4 separate regions of the Mus musculus genome follow, and all the other regions are linked to region 3. The links are chromatin contacts, called in public HiChIP or PLAC-seq and promoter capture Hi-C maps. All regions are on one chromosome and are shown on one strand. Each heading gives the region's core, a stretch centred on a gene start, on an enhancer-like site or on the middle of the called end of the contact. The rest is flanking DNA. Distances are from core to core; before and after follow the strand shown.

Region 1 (2,700 bases), core at 63-2,562, 1.2 Mb after region 3:
TGATGGAGATGGAGATGATGGAGATGGAGATGATGGAGATGATGGAGATGGAGATGATGGAGAGGGAGATGATGGAGAGGGAGATGATGGAGAGGGAGATGATGGAGAGGGAGATGATCGAGAGGGAGATGATGGAGAGGGAGATGATGGAGAGGGAGATGATGGAGAGGGAGATGATGGAGAGGGAGAGGGAGAGGGAGAGGGAGAGGGAGAGGGAGAGGAGAGGGAAAGGAGAGGGAGAGGAAAAAGGAAAGGGGGGTATTAATGGTGAAAATTCATGACCCACGTTCCATCTCCCACAGTCCCCATCGAAGCTGTAGAGTACAGGCACTAAATAACAACTCTGATGACGTCCTCACCACACAGGTCATGGGCCAGCTCTGGAGCAGAGGCTCTCCAGTGGAATGCAGTGGGTTCTGTTCGACCCAAGTCTGCTGCAATAGCTTTACTCCCCAAAGGCTGTACCACCAGTCACTGACTCTAAATGTCTGTTACAGTGAGGGGAACCAGGATGATGAAGTTAGATTTACTACTCAGGGTCGGCTACCTGCTCAATCAAATTACACACGGCATATGCTGTGAAACCACAATCATTTTCACAATCTTAAATCATAAACATATAAAAACACTTAATGGCAAACATCCGAGGTCAGGATAACAGCGCCTCCTACCCAGATCACTTATAGATCAACTTCTCACATGCCCAGTTCCTGACAGTTACTGGCCTGGGCTATAGAGTCAGATGGTCTTGACACCCTGAGGCTTGCTCTCTGGGAACCCCAAGGAAGGAGGCTAGAGAAGTCACCATGGGAAGGGAGAGAGAGGAGTTGGGTAGAGAGAATGAAAGAGAGAGAGAGAGTTCGCGGAGAGGATGAGAAGAGAGAGAAGGTGAGAGGAGGAGAGAGTAAGAAGTCTGGTTTATATAGGGAAGAGCCTCTGGGGGAAGGGCAGCTCCGCCCCTGGGCTGGAAAGTTCAGGGTGGGGATCAAGGTATGCCAGGTAGGCCTGAGGGATGCTGGGAGAACCTGGAAGCCAGCTCTGCTTTGGTATGTGAAATATGCACCCCAGCCCCTTGTCCTGGAGTCAGAAACCAAACAAACAGAACAGAGTTAATAGCAAAAGGTAAGCCAGGTCCCTAGCCCAAAGCACTGCTGGCAGATTGGGGAGCCTTGGAAAGTGGAAACTTGCTGAAAAATGGGTGTGACCTTGACCTTTACAGCCTGGGCCTGAGTGCTGCCTGAGGTACTCTCTGCAGTCCCTGCTTCTGAGTCTACTGAGAGGTATGCAGGTGCCCTTGCTGTCTCACCACCACAGCCTCTAGCTGTCCTTGCTGCCACACCCTCCCTCCCTGCCAGGTTGAGAGCAAATAGACCAAGAGGTGTTACAGGATATTTGATTATTGTACCTAGAAAACCTAATAGTTAGCAAACTACAAAAGCTTACATAAATGTCAGATGCAGTTAGGTGTGTCCTGAAGAGAGGTTTGAGTGCGCCTCTAAAAGCCTCCATAGATAAGAGTGCTCAGGAATGGAAAGTCCCTGCCTGGTTTAAAACAAGTTGCTTGGGAGACGTTTTGTGGTTTCCATCTGCTCTATGACCTGAGGCAAAGCCAGCTGGATAGCCTTGAGCTGCCTCACTGTAAAGGTGAAATGATTCGACCCTTACTGACTTGTCTTGGAGTCCCTCTCCTCTATGGTGGTGACATGGTTCAGTCTGGCAAGGGTGCAGGGGAAAAGCTAGAGATTTCTTTTTTTTTTAAAGATTTATTTATTTATTATATGTAAGTACACTGTAGCTGTCTTCAGACACACCAGAAGAGGGCGTCAGATTTCATTACGGATGGTTGTGAGCCACCATGTGGTTGCTGGGATTTAAACTCCGGACCTTTGGAAGAGCAGTCAGGTACTCTTACCCACTGAGCCATCTCACCAGGCCTAGAGATTTCTTTTATAAGCAACTGGATCTCTCTCTCTCTCTCTCTCTCTCTCTCTCTCTCTCTCTCTCTCTCTCTCTCTCTCTCTCTCTCACACACACACACACACACACACACACTCACACACACACTCTCACACTCTCACTCACACACTCTCACACACTCTCACTCACACACTCTCACTCACACACTCTCACTCACACACTCTCACACTCACACACACACACACTCACACACACTCACTCTCATACTCTCACACTCACTCACACACACACACACACCTACCTTTGTGGAAGAAGCTCCAGATAAGAGATAGGGATTTTAGGAATTTTCTCTTTGGGCTCCCAGGGACAGCAGAGAAGCAGCTGTCAGGACATAGGTAAAACACTACTCTAAGAAAGAGAGCAAAGGAGTCCTCTAGGTTTGGAAAGGCTTAAGAGAAGGGTAGACTACCTATGTAGAATGACACAGGTAGCTTTCCCATTTGCACCCAGAGATGACCTTGTGCCACAGCTCTCTATACCCGGTACCCAATGGAAGAGAGCTCATCTCCCAGGAGTACACATCTGTGAGCACAGGTAGGACCACCACTTCTGCTCAAATTTCTGGCCCAAGAGGGATCCACCCAGAGCCATCAGGACACAGGAACCATGGAACAGCTGGGGACAGAATCCTTCCGGTTTCCATCTGTGCCCTGGAGCTGACCCTGTGCCACAGCTCTCCCTACCCAAATTCTTCCTGGAGAGAATTGGTCTCTCAGGAGTACT
Region 2 (2,700 bases), core at 196-2,695, 1.4 Mb after region 3:
GGCATCCTTAGCTGTCCTCAAAGCTGTCATGTGGAGGAGCCTTTCAGGATTGCTGGCCATGGTAAGGAACCAGCAGCTTTTCTGGACTAAAGGGTGTGTGTGTGTGTGTGTGTGTGTGTGTGTGTGTGTGTGTGTGAGCGTGAGCGCTCATGTGGCGGGGGTAGGGAGGGATGACCAAAGAACATACAGCTAAATCAGGGGAGACATCAGGCACTTCCGGACCCTTCTCATCCCACAAGCCTGTGCCCACTGGGAAGTTTCCAGACATGAGTGGAGCAGGCTTTGAAAGCAAACACTTCCAAATGGCAAGGGTGCGGGTACTCGTTGAGAGACGGTAACGAGAAAAATCAGCGACTTTTGAAAGGGGACACTGCCCGCGTCCCTTCCTATTCTTGAATGGGTCAAACAAGGAGACGATTACGAAATCAGTCGTCCTCTCTGAATTTGACTTTTAGAATCTTCCAAGTCTACGCATCCCACAATTCATTTTGGTCTTGTTACAAATGGAAGGGTGAGACTGGAAGGACACCTGTTGAGGCCTGTTTTTTCTGAAGGGAAGGATTACACCAGTGCCCTCTGGCAACCCAGCTACCTTATCGCTTAGGCAAATTCCTGACTTCCCCCCAGTCGCAGCCTCTGTGCAGTAGAACGGAGACTTTAATCCACTTTAGGATTCTGAGGCCATTCAGAAGAGCTCAGCAGCCTTAAGCTCTGGCCCTGTCCCATATCAAGATGGCATAACCAGTTTGCTATCAGTTCTCTTAAGTCCAAGTCACTTGTCTACTTCTAGAAGCAGAACAAAGGTCAGCTCGAAATCACACCTCAGTCTGATTTGGAAAAATCTCTGGACTGGAGCCTTTTGGACCAGTCGAGGTTGTCCGGGACAAGATATGGGACAGAATTAAGGCCAAAACATTTTACGTTGGAGAGCCCTTGTACCCTCCTTCAATGCCACCGCTGATCCACCTCAGGGCTGGAACGTAACCCGCCAGGCTCCCCACCAAGAAGTACGACCCAAGACGCCCCTAGATGCAAAGCTGTTGGGACTCTGGCCAGCCGCCGGCGTGGGGGTACAGGGCAACGCCCCTAGTCCGCGGGCGGCCGTTCTGCTCACCTGTTGGGTCGCTCTGGCTGGCAGCGCCAGCCGCCCAGGGAGGCTGCAGCAGCAATGGCAGCAGCAGCAGCAGCGGCGATGGCGGCCTGAGGCTCCTGCCAGGGCTGCGGTGGCACATCGCTCCTCCGCTGTGACCTCGGCCTGGTTGGATTAGGTCCCGCTGGCGCCGGCGGTGGCAGCTGTTGCAAGAGCCGCACTTGAGGATGGTAGCAGGGCGCTGCGTTGCAGAGGCCGGGCCGATCTTAACTTTCTTCTGACATTAGTCTTGCCTGCTTGGGCGCTTCACGTGGCCTTGGGAACCAACCTTCGCCCTGCTGAGCCCCAGGCTAGGAGAGGCGGATCCTTTCCGTCTGGTCTGACCCTCCAGCCACCTGTGGGCCAGGCCGGGAAAGTTCTCTGTCGCGCTTTTGGGAAGTGCCGGGGCTGTGCTGCTTTCTCTGGTCGCCTCCTGGAGGGTGGGGCTCAGGGCTAAGGAATCAGTTAAAGGTGGCCTTGGTCCCTGTAGCAGAGGATAAGGAAACCGAGGCAGCAGTGGGTCGCATGCCTCCCCGTAGGTCGGATTCTGTGGCCTTCTGTCTTCTCAGGTCCCTCATCCGTCAGGAATCAGGGCTTCTTGCGCCAGCCTGTCTGACCTCAGGAGCTCAACACCTCCAGACCTTAGCTTTGTGTCTTCATTGGGCGGAGCTGATTCACGCGGGGCTAGAAGCAGATCTACCCCTGAGCTTCCATAGAGACCCATGTCTGGGCAGGACTCGCTGAAGGCAACATTGTGAAGTTGGCCAAGGGTGCCCTAGGTGACATTGTGAAGTAGGCAACAGACTTCAAGCTGACTGAGCTCATCTTTTGCTACTGAACCCAGGCAAGCAAACCACTGTAGCTGGGTTTGTAAAGCGTTCCAGAAGTCGAGGCAGGAGGATTAATGAAAGTCTGAGGACAATTTGGGCTACTGAATGAGACACTGTTTCCAAACACCAAAATATAAAAAATCCAGATAAACAAATAAATATTTTTTAAAAAGTAATGAAGAAGTGCCTTTGTTAGAGGAAGAAATAAATTTGTCATTGCTAGAAATGACACCTGTGAATTATGAAATACAAATCACAATTTCGTTTGGTAATATTCATTTAGTGGAGAAAGAAGCTGCAGGCATTGTAGGGACTGTACATAAAATAAAAACGAAGGTGAACGGTACCTTTGGGTCCTATGGCACGTGGCTAGTGAAGTGTCACCCCAAAAAGTGCAGGTGTGTCTCCATATCCCACTCTGTGACCTCACTGACCCTTCTGATCCAAGGAGACAAGTGTTCAGAGGAGGTGACTCTTTCAGGATGCCTGATGGGGGCTGGGCTCACCCACCTGATGGTTTGCTTGCCGAGTATTTATTGACTTCAGTGTTCCAGGATAGAGCCCTGTATGACACCGGGTCTGTAGAACACCAGACTAGTCGATGAAGTGGTTGGCTTGTTTTGAACGAGCAGTTTAATTGGATTAGACTTTCTTAAACTCAGTACTGTTGAAATTCTGTCCAGTTATGAGTGAGCATATGTGTGTGTCCGTCCGTGTGTGTGAGTGTGTCCTGTGCACTCT
Region 3 (2,700 bases), core at 4-2,503:
TCCTAACACCAGACGGGACAAGTGTCCTGGTTGCTGTCAAATCCCAAATCAAGCGTTTCCCTATTCCCTCCAAAACGTGGTTCCCTAGGTCCTTTCTGATGGAGGGGTAAGGTAGGCCTGCCTCGTTTTGTAGACACGAGAGGTGAGCACATGAACCCCTTAACACATCTGAGGACTACTGGTTACCTACCTGCTTCCCCAAGGGCTGGCGGGAGAGGTGGGGAGTCCTCTACAGTTTTGTTCTGAAGATCTAAAGAGGTGGAAGGAAAGCGGAATCTAAGGAAAAAGCATCCCAAACTACCAGGCCAGTGGTTAGACCCTTCGCTAGCTAACTGCTCCCGAGGCCCTCGCACCCCACCAGGTATAGAGCACCATCTCCATTGTGCTGCTTGGATTCGATCTTTGATTTGCACCAGATCACAGATGTAGACATGGTAGAGTCCGCGTTTAGACCCGCAACCCTAAAAGGCCCACTGCTTTTGAAGGAACGTGCCCACACAGCAAAGGGCAGGGAGACACTTTTTAACAAAAGCCACAGATTTCGGGTCATGGAACGGCCTCCACAATGAGGCAAGGGTTCAAGTGTCCTGTGCTTTATATCTGTGGCTTCATGTTAACACCAGGCTTCCCCATAACCCTGCCCCCTCTCTAGAGAACTAATCCTGAAAGATACTAACATTTCAGGCACTGACTGGCTTTTGCTATCATGTTCATATCTGTAAGGGCTCCACCAGTTGATGGTTGATGTGTGTACTTTGGGGGCTTCTTTCTGAACTTGGGGGAGCTGCCTGAGCCCACACTGCTGGCTCTTCAGAGCTTTGAGCTCTGTCCCAGTCTCACCAATGCCGCTTTCTTAGGCTAGCTGGGCCTTCTGAACATACTTGCTCACTGCTCAATAACTATACATTACTCCCCTCTCCGTGTGTGTGTGTGTGTGTGTGTGTGTGTGTGTGTGTGTGTGTGTGTTCATGCCACTAGAGATGGGGCTCAAATAGTGAAATAAATATAATTAGTTTTTTTTAACAACATTTCCAAAAGCTGTGTACCTACCTCCTGGGTGAGACAAACATTTTGAGTCAGCTGACAGGAGTTGAAAATGTGTCTCAGCTTCTGCTCTGACAGGTCTTAGTTGCGTGGCTCAGGTGTTGAGGGAGAGGGTGCACCAGGTCCCCTCTTGCCAGCAGAGGGGGTAAGGTGGTATGTGGGCAGTTGGGAGAGGATGAATGCCCCTCAGGCACGCCGCCAGCTTGGGTAGGGATGGGTTACTATGACTTCATTCTGTGATGTCACAGTAGCAGGCAGGGCTCTCTCCCCCGGATGCCCCGCCCACTCCTCTCCCAACCCTAGAAAGACCAGGTTGAGAGAAGGGCACACGCTCAGTACCTCTCAGTCTCCTGAGGTCTTTCAATCGGTGCTTAATGAGTATAAAAAGATCTGGGGAGTTCATTCAAACACAAATCTGAAGGTTAGGGATGGCTTGCATGTGGTGCCAACCAGATCACATTGGCTTGTGAGGCTTGCCCACTGCTGTCAGAGAGAATTACAGTTGTGAGCCACATAAGGCTTAACAGTGTTCTAACACCTCCATTCAAAACAGTGAGATGAACACACACAGCAATAACAATGAACTCTTACCCAGGGCTGGGTGAAAGCCGACATCCCCCTCCTCCCCCACCCTCCAGCAACCACTGGAACCACACTGTTCTCAACATTGCATTAAAATGAAATATAACAGCTAAGTTGCACCATCTACATCTGAAGGGCTCAAAAGCCTCATGTAGTAAGCAGCTACTGTGTTGGCCTTTTTAACTCTAGACCATTCTTGAAGAGGTAATGGTGCAAAAGAGTTGCCATCTTAAAGGACCAGTGTCTGGAAATCTAAGGAGGCATTCAGTATCACGTTTATTTTTATTTGAAACAAGGCATTACACTTCATGTGTAGCTGAGTCTGGCCTTGAACTCTCGATCCTCCTTCTCCTCCTATCTCCCAAGTGCTGGGATGACAGCAGTGTCCACCACGTGTTGAATTTTCAGTTTTGCTTTGCAACAGGCTCTTACTCCAGCTAAAGCTGGTCTGGAACTCACTATATAACAAGGTTGGCCTTCAACTCATGGCAATCCTCCAGCCTCAGTCTCTGAGCACCAAGACTACAGATGTGAGCCACCATGCCAAGTTCACTCTCAGAGTTTTAGTAGACATAATTCAGTTGACGCCGAGGTACAACTCAGCCTCAGGTGTGAAGTCCAGGATTGAAAGGGTCTGGATGAAGACCTGTCCTGTGTGACATGGAACCCTCCATCCCTCTCTAAGACCCTTGCTCTTCCTTATCAAGGCACCCAGATCCTGACCTTCAGGACCTCAGATTCTAGCCTCAAATCCCTTATTCCAGCCCTGAGAATGCTCCCTTACCTCTGAGCTTCTATAGCATGCCTGGTCAGCTAATACAATCAGATTTTTCTTCTTTCTTTTCCCTCCCTTTCCTATTCTCCTTCCATCTTCTCCCTTCCATCTCCTTCCTTTCCTGCCTCTTCGCTTCTGTCCTAGTTAGTTAGTTTCCATTGCTGAGAAGAGACAGCGTGACCAAGGCAACTCTTATAAAGGATAACATTTAATTGGGGCTGGCTTACAGTTTCAGAGGTTCAGTCCATTGTGGGAAGCATGGCAGAGTCTAGGCAGGCATGGTGCTGGAGGAGCTGAGA
Region 4 (2,700 bases), core at 187-2,686, 1.2 Mb after region 3:
TGGCAGGGGAACCGAAGTTTAACTGGCCTTAAGGTGACAAGGCCTTTGTCTTTATGGAGATGAGAAGGCCCAAGCCTGATTTGGGTAGGGAGCAGGCCCCCGTCCTGCAGGGCTCTCTGAGAGATGTCCAGGGCATGGGCAACACTTGACCACTCCTTCTCTGGCTTGAGAACCCAGGGCAACGCTGTATCAGCAAAGCCCAGTAGGCATTTCAATCACAATGTAACAGTTAATCATCCTCAGACACGACACAAGAGGGTATCAGACCCCATTACAGATGGTTGTGAACCACCATGTGGTTGCTGGGAATTGAACTCAGGACCTCTGGAGGAGCAGTCAGTGCTTTTAACTGCTGAGCCATCTCTCCAGCCCTTGAGACTAGATTTCTTTATGTCACTAGTTCTTAACCTTCCTAATGCTGTGACCCTACAATACAGTTTCTCATGTTCTGGTTGAATGAAAAGAAGAAATAAAAATGAAAGGAAAGGACATGCGTCATCCTAGGTATGGTGGAGAACAACATTTATTACAGGTGTGTGGGAGAGCAGAGGCAAAGGCATGTGGGAGATGGGGAGTGGGAGGGGGAGCAGAGAGGGGAGCCAGGAGGCCAAAGTTACACAAAAGAGGGCAGGTAGCCAAAATGTCTGGATTATATGCAGAATAGCCTGTGTGGAAAAGGAAGCCCATGCCCTAGGCTGGAGAGTTCAGGATGGGGGTGGAGTATGCCAGACTAGGGGATGCTGGAAGAACCTGATTGCCAGGACCTCTTTGATATATTAAATGAGGACCTCAGTTGTTTATTCTGGGTTTGAAAGTTAACAGTGGTGACCCTCAAACATAAAATTATTTTTGTTGCTACTTCATAAATGTAATTTTGCTACTGGTATGAAATATAATTTAGGCATTGCATATGCAGGATATCCAATATTTGACCTCTGTGAAAAGGTTGTTTGATCCCAAAAGGAGTCTTGACCTGCAGGTTGAGAACAGCTATTCTCTGTAGTCCTGGAATAGCTGTGTAGACCAGTCTCACCTGAAACTCATAGATCTTCTTCCGGCATCTGCCTCCCAAGTGCTGGGATTTAAGGGGCACGACACCACACTTGGCTCAAGAGAAGCAAATTTGGAAGCAATGTGTTCCTGGTTTTCTTCAGAGATGGTTTTCAGCCCCGAAGTGAAAAACCACAAGGAGGTGTGTAGAAGTGAGAGCCCAAACACGGTCCTCAGTTAGCTCGAGTTCTTGTCTCATGTTGTAGCTCAGAATGGACTCACAAAACTCACAGTCTTTCTCCTGCCTCAGCCTTCCAGAGGCCAGTCTTACAAGTGTGAATTACCACACAGTTTGCTGTAACCCTCTTAATTGATGGTGTGTAGCTTGTGACTCATGTTCATGTTCTCAAGCATGAGTCAACATTCACTCAGCTGAGGGTGTGGGAACCAAGGACCGCATTGGCCTGCCTTCCCACTCAAAGTAGCTCATCTGATCTCTGGGCAGGACAGGACATGCCTTCCTGCCTCCCACAGCCAGCTTTCAGGAAAATTCCACTCTCATTCTTCAAGGCCTCGAGATTAGCTGCTTAATCTAGCATTTAATGTCGACAGCCTTGGACACTGCGGGTTTGTTTGTTTTGAGAGAAGGCATTCGACTGTTCTGCTCCTGAGGGTGACCTTACACTTCTGACCCTCCAGAGGCTGCCTCCCACTCGCCGGATCACAGGGATGCACCACCACACCCAGTTTATGGGGGTGCTGGGGATCAAATAATAGGAAGCTCTCTGCCTACTGGGCCTTTGTCCCCATTGTCCCCAATGCCAACAGCTCTCCTTTATTCTCTCCGGTGAGCACTCGCTTTCTGAGGCTGACCCATTGTTTTCCTCCCTAGCATTTTGCACAAACTCCTACTCTTGTTTGTCTCCTGAGCTATCTCAGTCGTCCAGTCCAGCCTGGAACTCACTAGCCCATGCTGGTCTGCTGAGTGCTGGGACTACAGGCATGGGCCTCCATGTCTGGCTTTAGAAATTTTCTTTATAGCTGACATATCCAGGTGTTTTCTTTACAGTGCTTGAGAACTGACTGGTAAATACAGGCGAAGCACCGCGCTTTAGGAGAGGTTCAGTTCTTCCTGTGGTCGTCTATACTTACAACGTCAGCTTGAGACAGTAGAAGCAAGAATGGCAGGGGCTCAAAGGTAGCCTCTGTTAGTAAGCTTGAGGCTGCATGATACCTTGTCTCAAAGACAACACCACGCATGAACAAAACCCCTGTCCATACATAGTGCATGCCTGCAATCCCAGTGCTCTGGAGGCCAGGCCAGGGAACTGAGGCAGGTTTAAGGCCAATCTGGCTTATACAATCCGCTCTAGGAGAGTAATTAGTTAAGGCTTTGCTTATAGAAGCAGTAGGGTGGGAACTTGGGGAGAAGAAATGAAGATTGTAACTCACTAGAGTTCCAGCCAATAGGGAAAGCAGGAATGTCTTATGATCAGGGACTTGAAAACCACAGGGTAGCTATTTTTGTCTTTTCTCTATGTTGGTGTGCCTTTCTGCAGAATGGTGAATAGGAAACTGCTTTACTCTCACCAGTTAGTCTCTCATATGTATTCTCGAGGGTCTTGCTTCTCACATCCCTTCTGCCACGGGCAACATGACCAACATGAGAAGGAATTCAAAGTTCTCATAATTGCCTCAGTTCTGATAAGC

What was found. Promoter capture Hi-C pulls out the DNA fragments that hold promoters and counts their contacts. HiChIP or PLAC-seq counts read pairs in DNA pulled down with a chosen protein or histone mark.
Region 1: a promoter capture Hi-C map of embryonic stem cells shows a contact between it and region 3, with 4 times the contacts expected there. The contact joins the enhancer-like site here to the promoter of Gsg1 in region 3. A contact is called at or near these places in 5 of 39 promoter capture datasets (the 3T3-L1 cell line, embryonic stem cells, hippocampal neurons and 2 more).
Region 2: an H3K27ac HiChIP or PLAC-seq map of large pre-B cells shows a contact between it and region 3, with 6 times the contacts expected there. The contact joins the promoter of Plbd1 here to the promoter of Gsg1 in region 3. A contact is called at or near these places in 3 of 39 promoter capture datasets (embryonic stem cells, hippocampal neurons and pre-B cells) and 2 of 115 datasets of contacts at active chromatin or transcription factors (large pre-B cells and pancreatic cancer cells).
Region 4: an HNF4G HiChIP or PLAC-seq map of pancreatic cancer cells shows a contact between it and region 3. The contact joins the enhancer-like site here to the promoter of Gsg1 in region 3. A contact is called at or near these places in 3 of 39 promoter capture datasets (cranial neural crest, embryonic stem cells and hippocampal neurons) and 1 of 115 datasets of contacts at active chromatin or transcription factors (pancreatic cancer cells).

Annotation. Positions count from the first base shown.
Region 1 is chr6:136,406,664-136,409,363 of GRCm38.p6, forward strand. All of the region lies in intron 1 of E330021D16Rik (RIKEN cDNA E330021D16 gene), which reads right to left. Among named protein-coding and RNA genes, the nearest start is that of E330021D16Rik, 7.6 kb to the right of the region's middle. Within about 2 kb of position 1,313, at least 28 of the 459 cell types and tissues checked have an H3K27ac peak or open chromatin away from gene starts, as enhancers often do. A contact at or near this core is called in embryonic stem cells, where this site is marked.
Region 2 is chr6:136,660,448-136,663,147 of GRCm38.p6, forward strand. Plbd1 (phospholipase B domain containing 1) reads right to left here and starts at 1,446. Exons shown (of 11, transcript NM_025806.2): 1 at 1,115-1,446. The coding sequence starts at 1,232.
Region 3 is chr6:135,253,083-135,255,782 of GRCm38.p6, forward strand. Gsg1 (germ cell associated 1) reads right to left here and starts at 1,254. Exons shown (of 7, transcript NM_010352.2): 1 at 1,051-1,254; 2 at 191-250.
Region 4 is chr6:136,498,040-136,500,739 of GRCm38.p6, forward strand. All of the region lies in intron 3 of Gm44140 (a long non-coding RNA gene), which reads right to left. Among named protein-coding and RNA genes, the nearest start is that of Gm44140, 19 kb to the right of the region's middle. Within about 2 kb of position 1,437, at least 126 of the 459 cell types and tissues checked have an H3K27ac peak or open chromatin away from gene starts, as enhancers often do. A contact at or near this core is called in embryonic stem cells and pancreatic cancer cells, where this site is marked.